Linked DNA regions of Mus musculus: region 2 is linked to region 1. A link is a contact called in public Hi-C data. All regions are on one chromosome and are shown on one strand. The core of a region is the stretch at or near the end of the contact, and the rest is flanking DNA. Distances in the headings are between cores, read along the strand shown. Region 1 holds the start of Twist2 (twist basic helix-loop-helix transcription factor 2). Region 2 has its middle 22 kb from the start of Gm46242.

Region 1 (7,499 bases), core at 2,897-5,396:
TATAGCACCCTGTGCACAAAACGTGGACCTCATGATTTCTTTGCCAGGCAAAATTAGCCCTGCATCTGTGCCTTCTCCTCAGGACACAGTGAGTGAGGCCGGTGGAAACTCATTGGAAACTCAATGCTTCCAAGCTTACAACCTGCTTGAAAGAGAGGCATTTTCAGACAACCTCAGTAAAGGACGCTTCAAATGACTTCAGAAAGCCACTCTAGCCTCTCCAGTCGCCACACAAGCCAGATGGGAGGCAGGAAAACATCGCTGATTTTTAGGAGGGTGGCTCCCACCGACAACTGTAGGGAGTTCCGTAAGACCATCTCATTTGTACCTCACATAGCGCAACTGTTCAGTTTGATCTTCTCAACAAACAAAAGCTCCGCCGGGATTGTGCTTTTCAGTTCCTCCCTGAGCAAGTTTTATTTTGAGACTAGCTAACACCCCGGATGCAGCAAACACCTCCATGATGCAAGCTTCCAGGGGAGAGGAGAGGCTGACATGGGTTGAAAGGTGAGGGAGACACATACTCTGTCCACAGGAACCAAACGTGCTCAGAAGGAAAGGAAAAAGGAAAGGAAAGGAAAAAGGAAAGGAAAGGAAAGGAAAGGAAAGGAAAGGAAAGGAAAGGAAAGGAAAGGAAAGGAAAAAGGAAAGGAAAGGAAAAAGGAAAGGAAAGGAAAGGAAAGGAAAGGAAAAAGGAAAGGAAAGGAAAAAGGAAAGGAAAGGAAAGGAAAGGAAAGGAAAGGAAAGGAAAGGAAAGGAAAGGAAAGGAAAGGAAAGGAAAGGAAAGGAAAGTCCGGTCGTTGGAGATTAAAACCTGTTGAAAAGCCTTGCAGAGTCAGCAGAACGAGAGACGAGGCTGCCTTAAACCATGACCAAGACGGCAGAATAAATAGTGGATGAGAAATGACTGCCTTTCTCTGTTCCGGACCAGGTGACAGCGACCCTGCTCAGAGGGCTCCTACGTCTCACAAACACACTGGACCCCTTCTGAGGCTTCTTTCAGTTATTTGAGTCCTGCTGACTGGGAAGACCCCTGATACTTAGTCTAATTGAGTTTTAGAACACCCAGCCAAGGAAGAACTTTACTATAAGCTGGACTTCATGGGCCAGGCCCTGTTTCTCTCCACCGTCAAGGACGATTTAAGCTTTGTGTCGTTAGTAAAAATATGTCACAATAGACATTAAAAGTATATACAGTTCATGAAATGTCTAGGTTCCTTTCCCTCCAGGGCTGTAATTAATGTTCCTTGGAAATGTTACAGAGAAATAACCAATTACAATTAGCAACATTTCTAGAAGATTAAAGTAATTACAATTGCATTTATGCTCCTTAAGAAGGATGGGTTAAGAATAAGAACATAAAGGTGCTAGTTAGCACAACCCAAACAAATCAGACCAAGGCAGGTCCAACATCAGTGAGTGCATCAAACAGGGACACATTGCCTTGGAAAGAGTCCTCTGTGTGGCCAGACACCAGCTAAGCCCACTAGCCTTTGTATTTGATTATTTGAAAGTAAACAGGCCTGCATCTTGCTTTCCAACCCAATGTGTTATCTGATAGTTTAATGCCTTTTTGTCCAAATAAGCTCTTAACATTTTTCATTTGTTTATTACAGATATTGCATTTTTGGATTTTAAAACATATTTGATTGCAAACTGTGATTGAATCAAAGTTGTTGAAGAGAGCAATTATCTTAAAATGAATTTTAAATGCCCCCACTAAATTCTTGCATCAGGGTAGGATCTCCTAGTGTTGGCTTTCAATAATTTTCGGAAGGACTATCTTAACGATAGTTCTGTTGACATTTCCCTTAAACAAATTCTATGTGTGTGTATAAAAAAGATGGTGCATTTCATCTGTCTCGGCTCCCTCAGACGTGTTGTAAACCATGGCGGTAAGAGGGGTGAGTGGAACTTAACTAATGGACACTCATAATTTAGGCAGCAAAAAAACAGAATTAATGTATTATCCCTCTGAAGCTTCGAGTACTTTGCCAACCCAAACTTTCTTTCCTAGAGAAATACGTGATTGAGACAATTCCCATCTGTTTTTGACAAACACAGGGGAAGATTCCCACAAGTGACTCTGTTAAAAGCTCTTCTTAAAAACTATAAAATAGTCGTATCCCAGAGGTTATTTCATGAAAACATTTTTTTGATGATAGAAATAAAGGATTTTAAAAAAAAGAAAGAAAGAGGGTAAGAAAGGAAAGGAAGAAAGAAAACAAACCCACTGTATGAGACCAACATTTTGTGGCCACAGCAGCAACTTTCAAGATATTATAAAATTATAAAAGTGTAAATAGATGTTTGGGACAATGGATAATCATGTTAATCTTGATTAATCCAAATTCTTTCTGTGTTAAGCGGAGACTTTCATTTAAAAAAAAACACACAAGATGCATGAAAAACGAAGGAAAATTAAGTGGGAAGAATTTTCTATACCACGCTCCCCTCGAAGATCTAAGCAAGGCCTCAGGGAAGCAGAGCCTGCAGGATACTGCCCCTGGGGCTGCCTGGGGATTTGGGATGTGTCTGCTAAGCAGCGGGTGCAGGACATGATAAACGCTCTCTGAAACACCAATCCGGTGCTCAGCTGTGCTGAGCTGCCTTCTTCCCAGGCAAGGCCCTGCTCACACTGCTTCTTCATCCACACCCACCGCACACTCAGACCTGTTACCCAGCCTGAATCCCTTGCCTCTGTGTCTTTCCAAGTTCAAGGATGGTGGTACTTAAGCACACAACTCTAAATACGATCCACCTGCTTGCAGGCAGCCAGAGACTCCAAGCCGCTACATCCACCCAGGCCTGGGCGCTTGAGGGTTCCATACTTTTGGGGCGACAAGGGTCTACTGCATTCTTGGCGCCCAGAGATTTGCTCCTCTGTGAACCTGGAGCCCCAGCGCTGAACAGAAACCTCTCTGCCGCGCCAGGGGCCAGCATCATCTTACGTACTGAGCCGGCTAGGGCTTGAACGCCCTAGCATCCAAGGCGCGGGCCGGAACTGCGGATCAGAAAGAGCGGATTGTCTGTACCACGCGTGGGCTCCTCAGCTCCATAGAATGAGCGCGAGGCAACAGGTCGGCCACAACCCAGCGGGCATCGCATCTCCTGGCCTCCGCTGGCCTAAGGAAGACGTTTTGACAACCGCTCCCCACAGAGTCACCCACAGATACCCATCCACCAAAAATGAAAAGTGACCATTTGTCCAATAAGTGTATTTGGACCCTGATGGGGAACCACAGGCGGGTGGATTCCGAACGGATACCCTTGGCAAAAGACCTTGGGCGTGCCCCCGGGGTAGGAGAGTTTTCTCAGGTCGCGCCAACCCTTGCAGGGTGAGGAAGCTCACCCCATCCCTGTGCGGTTGCCTGAGGTACCTTCACGAGGAGAGATACACTGGCCCGTCCGCCCACCCACCCGTGCGTCGTGGATGCCCACCACACGCAGCACCTACCCTGGCTTGCGGCTCCGGAGGTGGATGGCACGGCGCGGCGCTAGTGGGAGGCGGACATGGACCACGCGCCCTCCATGCGCCACACGGAGAAGGCGTAGCTGAGACGCTCGTGAGCCACGTAGCTGCAGCTGGTCATCTTATTGTCCATCTCGTCGCTCTGGAGAACCTGGTAGAGGAAGTCTATGTACCTGGCGGCCAGCTTGAGCGTCTGGATCTTGCTGAGCTTGTCAGAGGGGAGCGTGGGGATGATCTTGCGCAGCGCGGCGAAGGCCTCGTTGAGCGACTGGGTGCGCTGGCGCTCGCGCACGTTGGCCAGGATGCGCTGGCTCTGCAGCTCCTCGAAAGACTGCGCGCTCGGGCTGCCCTTCTTGCCGCGCTTACCCGGGGTCGGGCTGCCATCTTCGCTCGATTTCTTGCTGTAGCGCCGCTTCCGGCCGAAGCGCTTGGGCTGCCTCTCCAGCTCTTCCTCACTGGTGCCCAGACTGTCCACGGGGGACACCGGCGAGCTGGAGCCCTCCTCCATGGCGCCCGCCCGGCGCGCGTGGGGCTGGGGGGCGCCGAGCGCACGCCACTGGCCAAGCCCGCGGCCGCCGAGCACAGGCTCCCGGGTCGCTCTCAAAGGCTCTGATTTCGAGGCCGGCTTGTGCAAAACCGAGGTCTCCGGGAGAGGAAGTTATTCTAACTTTTTTGGAAACTCTATCCCGGCTGGGTTGCTAAATAGCTGTCAGGAGCGAGGGCGGCGCGCTGATTGGCCACCGTGGCCAGGGGCAGGACAAATTCTGGGGCCTTCGCCGGCCGCCCCCGCCCCCCCCCCCCCCCCCGGGCGGCACTTTCAGTTTTGTCTCCGCTTTTTTCGGCCCTGACTGTGGCCCGCATCTCGGAGGCCAGATCCGCGCGCTCAGCCTGCGCTCCTACCCCAGGCGCGGGCCGCTAATCAGCGGTGCTGACCTCTAAGTTCAACGGTGCCTGCCTTTGTCTGAGTCTCCTGGAGCAGATTTGGCCCTGCCAGGGTTCAGGGTCTCTGCGAGGGGTGGAGGAGGCAAGTCCAAGCCCAGATGTGCTCCGTGGACCAAGGACGCAGCTGGGAGCCTCTTGGGGCGCGCACTGAGACCTCCGGCGTCTGCAACGCGATCCTGCCCGCAGTGAGTGGAGCTGTGCAGGCAGAGTGCCACGACCCGGGGCAGGGCAGATACTCGCCTGTTGGCAGAGATGTCCACCCCCACGATCTCGCCTCTAGGATCTATAGAGACGCCGCCCGGCTCGGGCCAGTATGCAAGTTGGAGATCCTTTTTCAATCCCGATTTTCTGGGCTACTTCAGCCTGGACACGTTTTCAGAACCTGCCCCCTAAATGCTTTATAGCTTAGGCATCACAGCGAGCCTCTGCGGGAGCGCCCATGTGCCCGCCATGCCTGCCTACCTGACCTTGCCCTGAGTGTTGGATCCCGGTTTGGGGTTCAGCCTCAGCCTCTGTACTGTGCTTCACTTGCAGGCGGGTGGTGGGCCCAGAACACTGAGACTAGGGAGAGGCTGAACCTGTCTGAAGTCCCCTGCCCTGGGCACTGATGGGCAGGGCAGGAGGGCTCAGGATTGCAGAACATTGGGCCAGGCCTTGGTGAACAGACATCACGGATCCCGGCCCTTTGCCATCTGGACTCTGAGCGCCGAGCGCCAGCCAGCGCGTTTGAAGTGCTTGGGGTCTCTTTGTTCGCCAGGCCGCTCTAGCTGGGGCCTGGAGGTGGTTTACAGCTTCCTTGCCTTTGAACCTATTCCCAGGTGACCCGGGCTCAACTAGGCCAGGCTTGAGCATGGCTGTCAGAGAAGCCCTGTGATCAAGGGCTAACTAGGTCTTATTGAAGTTGAACCTGAGGCCAGAGACTGCTACAGCCTCAGCCACTCCTGGGGGCAGTGGGGAGGGCCCCCGATGTGGGGCCCTCGGGTTGAGACCACTGTCTAAGGAGCTGGAAGAGCTGTGTATGCCACTTCTTGCCCCCTCACCAAAGGCCTGGGCTCTCCACCTTTGGGGACATGCAACACGCACCACTGGAACAATGCTCTGTGGAGAGCAGGCCCACTCACAGAGGACTGTCACAGCTCTGTGGCTCCTTAAACATTCTCAGGCTTCAGAAGGGTAGTTAAAGGTCTCCTTCAGCCACAGTGCCCATTGCCAGGCTGACTTGCCTTCTGGGAAGGCCACATTTTATCCAATGTCCCTTTCCTTCATCTTTTAAAAATTCAAAGTTCCTTTAAGGACCAAAAAACCGCATCCAGATCCCAGCTTCCTGCCTGCATGAGACGGCCTTTCCTGGGACTTCCGGGTGGAAGGCATAGGGTGCAGGCATGCTGGGTCACGTTTGGGTGTATCACTCAAACGGGTGAGGCATCTCCTGACCTGGATCCCCTTTAAAGTCCGGCTTAAATAAATAAATCAGGTGATACTGTCCTCCCTCTGTAACCAAAGGGTGTTTTCCCAACAGAAGCCTTCTGGTGCCCAGCCCAGCAGCCACCCCCTCCCCTGTGTCTGTGTTTCTCTTTCTCACTGTCTTCTCCTCTCCCCTCCTCCCTTCCTCCACCAGGCAGAGGTCATAGTTGAGAGGGAAAGGAAAACAGCCCAGCCAAGAAGCCTGGTAGGTCTCAAGCTGCCTGCCCGGGCTCAGTTCAGCCAGAGGATGGGGGTGGGGACATTGCATGGAACATAGAGCTGCCACTCAGAATGGGGGCTCCCCTTTACATAGGACAGTAGTTCTCAGCCTTCCTAATGCTTCGACCCTTTAATACAGATTCTCATGGGTGGTGACTCCCCGAACCAACCATACAACTATTTCATTGTTACTTAGCAACTGTAGTTTTGCTACTGTTATGGATAGTATTATAAATATCTGATATTTATATCAGACATGCATAAATATCCATATTCAGGATAACTGATATGTGGGCTCCCCAAAGGGGTCAAGACCCACAAGTTGAGAACCACCGACCTGGGAGCAAGCATTAAAGATTTCCCCTGGGGCCAGTTGTAAATTCCCAGCCAGCAACTCACTTAGGTTTTTGCTCTTCTTCTATGTTGATCTTTTCTATTTTAAACACTTTTAACAAATCAGAAGTGTAAAGAGCCTGAGGAAAAAACTCTTGCTGGTGGAATTTGGAAACCTCTCTCTTGCCTTAGTTGAAACTTAAAAAGAAGGCACAGACACACACCAGAGCCTCCCCTATGTTAGGACCGGGATGGCGGGAAGGTGGTGAGCAGCCTTCTCTATTCAGTTTTGAAATGAAGCACTGATGAAAAATGAGCCAGTTTGGGAAATAATACTCTGCTTATTGATATCACCTGATTTTTTTTTCTTTTAAAAACCAAGTCATTAATAAGGCTAATAAAACCGAAGTATTAATAACACAGGAACAAAATGTGTTTGTGTGTGGGTATCCACCAGACCACCCAGGCTCACTCAGACGTGTGTGTGAAATATCATGCAATAAGGGTCCATGGGCACACATGCAGTTCTTGGTATATTTATTCATTATCGATGTGGAAAAATCATGTCAACGCTTCTTTTCGTATATGTAAAAATGTGTACTTTGTTTCACAGGACTTCAATTTATTAAATAAAAAAATATGACCTGGAGTTCTGAAAGCTTCTTCTATTGCCTGCTCTCTTTCAGCCAATGAGTAGGGCCAGGCACTCTGTTTTCACAGTGAACTTGATGGCTCCTGTCTGGGTGTTAGGGACATTGTTGCTGCTGTGACCTGGGGATGGTCTTCAATGCTGGGACGCCACTGTCAGACAGCTTGTGAGCTTTATTGGGATAATAAAATGTATGCTTGATACTCAGGAAAATTTTTCCCCACATTCCCCCTCCCCCAAAGCTATATAAAGAGTGATAAACGTATACATTTAAATGCTACTGCAAGTCTCAGGTGCACTGAGCCTACCTGTGGGCTCCGCAGACTTAGCTAAGAGGTGAGATGTGAGATCAGATATGTAACAGAGCTACTGGGGAACTGGTGGCTTATTACTTTCTCTTGAGTTGAGAGAGGCAAAGAA
Region 2 (7,499 bases), core at 1,505-4,004, 57 kb before region 1:
AATGTGACTTTAATGTGGAACGAAAGGGCATCTTGTCAGTGTGTTCATGACTGCGGCATGTCTCCTGCCCTGTGGTCAGGGTGGCTGTGTGCAACTCTGGTTTTGGTTTTCCTTGGTTGACATTTTTGATGTGTGCTCAATTACTACCAGTGCGAGAGTTGCTCTCTTCCTAGTTCATATTTCGTAAACATTCGCTGATTCTACTCCAGTGACTGTTTGGATTTAGATTTTATGAAATGCCTGTGTAGTGATTGGAAAGAGAATGCCCACTGTAGGCTCAGATATTTATATGCTTCATCCCAGTTGGCGAACCATTTGAGAAGGATTAGGATGCGCAGCTATGCTGAAGTAGGCGTGGCCTTGTGGGAGAAAGTGCATCATTGGGGGTGGGCGCTGAGGTTTCCAACCCCTCTGCCTGCTGTCTGTGGATCAGGGTGTGAAACTCTCAGCTACTGCTCCAGTGTCCTGTCTGCCACATGCCACTTTGCTCCCTCGGTGACAATAATGAACAAAACCTCTGAAACTATAGACAAGCCCCAATGACATTCTTTCTAAGAGGTACCTTAGTCACAGTGTCTCTTCACAGCAATAAGAGTGAAGTAAGCAGAGACAGAGCTTAGCTTCCTGCTCATTGCCCTTTCTCCATCCATTTCTGCTCCTCCCCCTCCAGCAAGGTCCCATGCCAGCTGAGCTTAGACCCAGGAGATCCTTCTATTCTCAACATAGGTCAGCCTGGAGCAGAGGGCTAGGCTTAGAGATAACAATTTGGGCAGCCAGGCCAATGCACTTAGAAGATATGAGTCACGCACCATAGCTTTGCAGGAAGGTCAGCAGCACCTCTGGCTTCACCCACTGGAGACGACCAAGCTGTATCCAGACACGGCCCATATACCTGGGTAGAAAACCTGTTCTCTACTGAAGATAAGCTCAGAACTTGGGCAAAGATGAAGAAACCTATCCTATCCTATCCTGTCCTATAGTATAGGTGACTGGATCGTGTCAAGGAAGTGACTTTACAATCTATAGTGGTTAAGGTTCTAGGATAACAGTAGGGACAGAAGAATCACTGGGACTTGCTGGCTGCCAGCGCTGGGTGAAAAAACCCAGAGCTCTGAGTTCAAAGAGATCCTCTCAAGGGAACATGGTGGAGACTGATAAAGGGAGACACCTGACATTCTCCTCTGGCCTACACACACGTGTACTCGCGACATGTATATATATTCATGTACCAAACATACATGTAAGAAAACATACATGTAAGAAAAACAATCAGGAGAGGACTTCAGATTACGAGCTTTTAAGTTAGTAAATAGCAACAGGCACAAGGTAGAGAAGACAGAGCGGAAGGCACAGTGAGTGTGGCTGCCAGTCTTCTGCATCTAGGTTTCCTACCCGTGGGCATCTGCATGGATGAGCGCAGGGGCTCAGCTCGGTGTGTCCCCTTTCTGCCTCTTGCTCTGGGGACTCAGTCTGCCTTATGCCTGTCACTAGAGCACTTCTAGGACATAAACACCTCCCCCAATACCATGTCTACACCATTAATAACCCTAATACTAGGAGGTGCTCTCCATCTCCTCAAATAGGGTTTGTTTATTCTTTGGCACAAGTCCTAGTAGTAAATTGAGCACCCCAAGTGGCTCACCTGCTTGCCCAAAGTGACCCCATTGGTCAGTGGCTGTCATTTCCACCTGGGTGCCTTGTTCAATACAACTTCTAATGCCCTTCATTTTCCCCACTGACCCAGCCTGGCCCTGTGGATGGAGCATGCACACGGGCAGATCTGTACGGCAGAAAGCCCTTCTAAGACTTCCGGCAAGCTCTACACTCAACACAGGAGCCAAGCCATGAAGACAGTGAAGATTTATGGGGGATCCTAAGGCCATGTGAACTTATCTTTTTGGCTGGACTCTACATTCCTGGTCATCCCCTGTGGCTCCGTGGGAGCACCTTCCTTTCTTGTCAGTATTTCACACCTCTCCCCTCTGCTCTGCTGGGGTTTGCTTTATAGAAAAATTGTATCATGATCATGACAGTGCTTCTGCAGGGTAAGCTGGTCCATGTGCCTCTGTGTCTGCGCTTTGATCCCCTAGGTCTGTGATTGGCTGGGGCTGAGGATGCTGGGGTGAAATGGGTAGAGTGGTCCTGATCTGGAGGGCTTCAGTCTAGTGGGAGAAGGGCTTCCAGACAGCCCAGTCTGGGCACTGTGGGTGATGAGGCTAGTGCCTGAGCTGTGTGCTGGGTGTGGAGTAGGGCCTTCTAGGCTGGGTGCTATAGGTTATGGGTGGCCTGCTGGGCTGGGCACTGCAGATGAAGGGTGATCAGCTGGGATGGTTGTTGTAGGTGCTGAGACAGCTTCCTAGTCTGGATGCTACAACTGTGGGTCTGTTCTCTTGCATGTTCTGGATGTGGTCCTACTATATCTTCAGCCTCTTAAGTACAATGGGACTAACTGGAACCACAGGACCCTTTTGCTGGGCACCTCCCACGCCAACCCCTGGTTCTGGCACCTATGAGACTGGCTGATCTTCTGGAGATTAGCAAGGGTGGGGTTCATGTGAGTGTGGACAGAGTCCCCCTGTGCTTTGCATCCCAGAGTGTGTAGACACACAGGGACCACATCCAAGAAGCCATACTTGCCAAGCCCTCGGGACCAGGGCTCCATGAGAACCGTTTTTATTGAGGATTGTGGTATGTAGTAGATTGAGAAATTGCCATAGTTGGAAAAACAAGTAGAAAACCTTCCAGAAAGTAAACCCCGAGGAAGGAAGTGCCAGGACAGGGAGTGCTGGACACGTGGGAGGCTCAAGCTCAGTTTCTAGGGGAGCGCTGGGCCATGCAGGTCCCAGTGCCTTCGGATTTGGCCTGGTGGCAGTTCTCGCTGTATTTAAGGTCTAAGATATTCTTTGATTAATTTCCGTGGACTTCACTAGAGTTACAACAGCAAGTCCCTGAGCACTAATTAAGGAAGAGAGGCGGACAGTGACTCATGCTGGAAAGAACCCTCTCCCAGCCCTAACAAAGTGTCTCAGGTCCTCACAGTGGGAACGGCCTCTGATCAAGGCAGCTCTGGATTTAGGTCAGCAAGATAATGGTCAGAGATCTTACTAGCCCCCCACCCCCACCCCCTGTGTGTGTGTGTGTGTGTGTGTGTGTGTGTGTGTGTGTGTATGTGTGTCTTACGTATTGTGTGAGTCTGTCTTTGTGTCTCCTCTCTATCTGCTTATGTGTGTGTGTCTGTTTCTGTATGTCCTTCTGTTCGTCTCTCTCTGTGTTTCTGTTTCTCACTGTGTGTATGTACATATCTGTGGATCTGTGTCGGTGTGCCCCCTCCCCCCGTGCCTGTTGGTCTCTATCTTGCTGTGTCTCTGTGTCTGTCTGTCTGTCTGCCTGCCTATTCCCCCCCCCACCTGTCTCTGTATTCACTTACAGGCTCCAGGCTCCAATTGTGTGTCCCCCAGAAGAGCTGACAGGGGCACCTGGCATGGCTTCTTACACAGTTCTCCTGCTGGAGACCAACAGAACCTTCTGGTGCTTGAACTCAGGGCCTCACACACGCAAGGCAGGCTCCCACCGAGCTGTGACTCAGCTGTTCCAGATCACAAGTCCATGACCAGGGATCTGCCACCACCTAGGTTGGAAGTCACAGCATCCATCTGGCCCCAACCACGAAGGGCCATTTTGGCTGACCAAACCTTTTCTTGAAAGCTTGGGTGGTAAGAAGGAGAGCAGAGGTCGTTGCTTCAGTCACATGCTGGGGAAGGTTGACAAGGCACAAGTAATTCTTATCCAACATAGAAGCAGAGTGTGCCAAAAATGAGAGCAAATTCAAGGGTGTATTTTCTCTCCAAGTGAGAAGTAGCTTGGAGCCTTTCCTGCCATGTGACTAGATTCTGGCTATGGATCTGACCTGGGAGGCCACAGAGGACCCACAGCTTGGGATTCCTTTAGGAGCCAAGACTGAGCAGCAAGTGTGGACATTATTCCCAGTAGAACTTGGTCTTGGGCAGACAAGGAGCTGAGTCTGCTGGTACAGTGTGTTGCTGTGCATCAGAACTAGAGCCCTGTCATCTGGGTGACGTCCAGAGTATGACATTCTCACAGGCTGTCTGCCTTCGGCCTCCATTCCTGTAAACACTTTGCCTATAGATAAGAACCAGCTTGCTGTTTAGCCGAAGGGAATAAATCTTCTTTAGACCAGGAAGGGACCCCATGGTTGAATCTTGACAGCTGGGCAAAGTACAAGTGCAGAGAATGTTGCTGTGAGCAGGGACAGCCAATGAAAGCACCAGGCCACACAGGGCTAACAACTCAGCCAGGGACAGAGATGGGCCTATCTGCCAAGCAGCGTGCTGGAGACCAGAGACTCAGGAGGGAACGCATATGTGGTCAGGTCCCCACGGGGTGAGAGTTGACAGACAAGCAGGGCAGAAAAGCACACAGACTACGTCCCCTTGTTCTCTTGGGTCTCACAAAGGGCAGTGGTGGAGAAGCTTTGCCAGCAAGCACAGGAACTTTGGGAGAAGATTTGAGAAGATGTTTAAATTGTAAGGCCTTCTATTGATCATATAGCAGTCATAATCCCAGATCACCCAACACTGAAGCTGCCTTTGAGCCCCAGCTTCCCCATGGGAGTCACTCTCCTTTATTTAGTTTTAGTTAATGTGTATAGGTGTTCACATGCGTTTGTATATGCACCATGTGCATGGAGTGCCCACAGAAGCTAGGAGAGGGCATCAGATTGCCCTGAAACTGGAGTGACAGGCAGTTGTGAACCTCCATTGGACCAGCCAGTGTTCTTGACCACTGAGCAATCTCTAGCCCCTTCACTGTCTCTTCTACATCATGGCAATGGCAACGCAGAGACAGTTTCTCACAGCTGACAGCACTCCCTTTATGAATTGTATCTTCACACAGCATTGCTTGTTTTAATTAAGAATTTTAATAATTGTATATTCACAGGCAGTTGTAAAAAAAATAGTGCCCAGAGGTCCCATGTGACTTCTACCCAATGTCAAATAATGGCAACATCTTGTATTGAGTAGGGACAGCAAATGGGACCTTTTGCAGTCAGAGAAGAGCATTCAACCATCCCTGCGTGACAGTTCAGATTTCCAGGTCTCTCTCATGCCCAGACCTTTGGCATTACCCTTCAGGGGTCCCTTCCCCGTCTTTCCCTGCTCCCTGAAACGGCTACTCTGTTCCCTGGGTCTACGGTTTATATGCTTTATAATCCTGACTGTCCAGATGCAGTCTTTTGGAGTTCACTGTTCTACACACTGTAATTTTCTGGAGACTCATCCCAGCTGCCCGCAGTCGTTCCTTTCAATGATGGAGGCAGATTTGGTTCCGTGAATGTACCTCAGCTTATGTCACAATTTGTCTTGAATATAGGACATCACTGAAGACATCTGTGAGCAGGAGTTTCTAGAATCCATGTCCAGGAGCAAACTTGTAGGATACTTGTCTAGGAGCAAAGTCGCTGGGTCACAGGGTAGTGAGGTATTTAAAAATTTCAAAACCATCCAAACTGCTTTCCAGAGAAGCTGCCTCATTTTAAGTTCCTGTAAGTGAGAAACCTCCAGGATGCTCTCCCTAGAGATGAGGATGCCCCTGTGTGCAGCTGTTCTGATAAGTGTGAAGAGACACTTGGTATTCATTCCCCAGTGGCTGGTGGTGTTTCATTGCGATAGAATCTCTCCATTGATATGTCTGTCATAGCTTTTGTCCATTTCCTATTGAGTATCAATAAAAATATAAAATATAGTTTATCTCATCCACATCACTGCCCATCATCAAAGGAAGTCAGGGTAGGAACTCCAAGTAGGAACCTGGAGGCAGGAGCTGAAGCAGAAGTCGTGGAGGAGTGATGTCATGAAGGGCTGTTCCCCTGCCTTGCTCAGCTTTCTTTCTTATAGAACCCAAGACTACCAGCCCAGGGATGGCACCACCCACAAGGGGCCCTCCCATCATGATCACTAATTAATGTCTTACAGCTGGATCTCATGGAGACATTTCCTCAAGGGAGGCTCCTTTCTCTGTGATAACTCCAGCTTGTGTCAAGTTGACACAAAACCAACCAGTACAGTCCTGTTCTATCCAGCTGTGGGTGTGTGATAGTTTTGTTGTGTCCAGCAAGTAACGTTTTACTGCAAATGTCTACTATCTCAGGCTCTTATAAGCTCTCTGTCCCTTCTTCCTTCATGAGCCTGAGCCTTGTGGGGATAAGGGTGTTATATAGCTGTTCCATGTCCCTGTAGCTGGATACTCCATGGTCTCTTAATTAATTGTGGGTGTCTGTATTGTCATCTATGGTAAAACGTCTCTCTGGTAAAGGGTAGAGGCATACTATCTGTGGGTATAAAGATAAGAACTTGAAGATAGTTTATTGATGTCCATTTAGTAGAGTAATGGTAGTAGGTTCTCCCTTAAGATCTAAGACCTCACAAAGCTATGGATTTTGGCTCTGTTAATGCACCAGGTAAGAGTTCCATGTTGTGGATGGAGGAGTTAAATCCAATAAAAAAAAAATCTTGAACCAGCCCTGTGCTCCTGCAGTATCTCTTATTTGATCAGTGTATCCATGGAGAGAGAGAGAGAGAGAGAGAGAGAGAGAGAGAGAGAGAGAGAGAGAGAGAGAACACGGTAGTGCTAAGAAAAAATGGTAACAATAAATGCAAAGTAAATGTCTTAAATAAAAAAAATTTTAACTCCTCTGGAGCTAGAACTATAGGCAGTTGTGTACCACCCAGAGACTGGCACTGGGAACCACACGCACTCAGGTCGTCTGTACAGGCAATGTTCACTCTTAACCACTGTGCCATCTCTTCTCCCTCCAGCATTTTGTGTTTTCAACTCTCTGTGTTTGATTTGGGTATCTGAGTAATGGTAGCTTCATAGATTGAATGATTTCCTCCTATTTGTTTTATTGTTGAGACTGTAGATTTGTTATTGGTCCCAAGTCAAATGTTTGGTAGAATTTTGAGCATTAAATTATGAATTTAGCTTCCTTAATATTTATGGGTTGTTCAATCGACCTAGTTCATACCGGGTGAATTGTGGAAGGCTGCTGATTTTATTTTGTGTTTAGGATTGGTTTGATAAAGCCAATTTGACAGATTTATGTAAAGCTGTCTATAGTTTGCCTTTATTATCCTTTTGAGGTCTTTAGGATCTGTAATAAATTCCAATTTCATGAATGGTATTGGTTTTTGCCTTCCCCCTTTCTTTGTGGGTTTTGCTAAATTTGCCAACATTATTGTCTTACCCATTTGTGTCCCTGATATTCTTTATTGTTTAGTATACTCAACGTCAAGAATTTCTATTCTCATCTTTATTTTTTTCTTCTGATTTATTTTCTCTCTTATATTCTTTATGTAAGAATTTAAATTTTTTGAGACATTAAAACACGTGCATTTATTGTTACTGTTTTTTCTTACCACTACTGTGTACCTATGTCATTCAAATTTTTATGTGTTTTATTTTCATTTTCTTTGATTAAA

What was found. Hi-C and Micro-C count contacts between places; a contact is called where the count stands out from the background.
Region 2: a Hi-C map of uterus shows a contact between it and region 1, with 2.1 times the contacts expected there. The contact joins the enhancer-like site here to the promoter of Twist2 in region 1. A contact is called at or near these places in 5 of 39 promoter capture datasets (the 3T3-L1 cell line, 3T3-L1-derived adipocytes, the SN4741 cell line and 1 more), 1 of 15 datasets of contacts at CTCF or cohesin (the NIH/3T3 cell line), 10 of 484 Hi-C or Micro-C datasets (the 3T3-L1 cell line, 3T3-L1-derived adipocytes, adipose-derived mesenchymal stem cells and 3 more), 5 of 115 datasets of contacts at active chromatin or transcription factors (double positive thymocytes, embryonic fibroblasts, embryonic forebrain and 2 more) and 1 of 9 other capture datasets (adipose tissue).

Annotation. Positions count from the first base shown.
Region 1 is chr1:91,798,108-91,805,606 of GRCm38.p6, reverse strand. It overlaps Twist2 (twist basic helix-loop-helix transcription factor 2), which reads right to left and starts at 4,146. Exons shown (of 2, transcript NM_007855.3): 1 at 3,458-4,146. The coding sequence starts at 3,980. The coding sequence ends at 3,498.
Region 2 is chr1:91,853,751-91,861,249 of GRCm38.p6, reverse strand. No RefSeq gene overlaps it. Among named protein-coding and RNA genes, the nearest start is that of Gm46242, 22 kb to the left of the region's middle. Within about 2 kb of position 2,754, at least 58 of the 459 cell types and tissues checked have an H3K27ac peak or open chromatin away from gene starts, as enhancers often do. A contact at or near this core is called in 3T3-L1-derived adipocytes, adipose tissue, adipose-derived mesenchymal stem cells and 4 more, where this site is marked.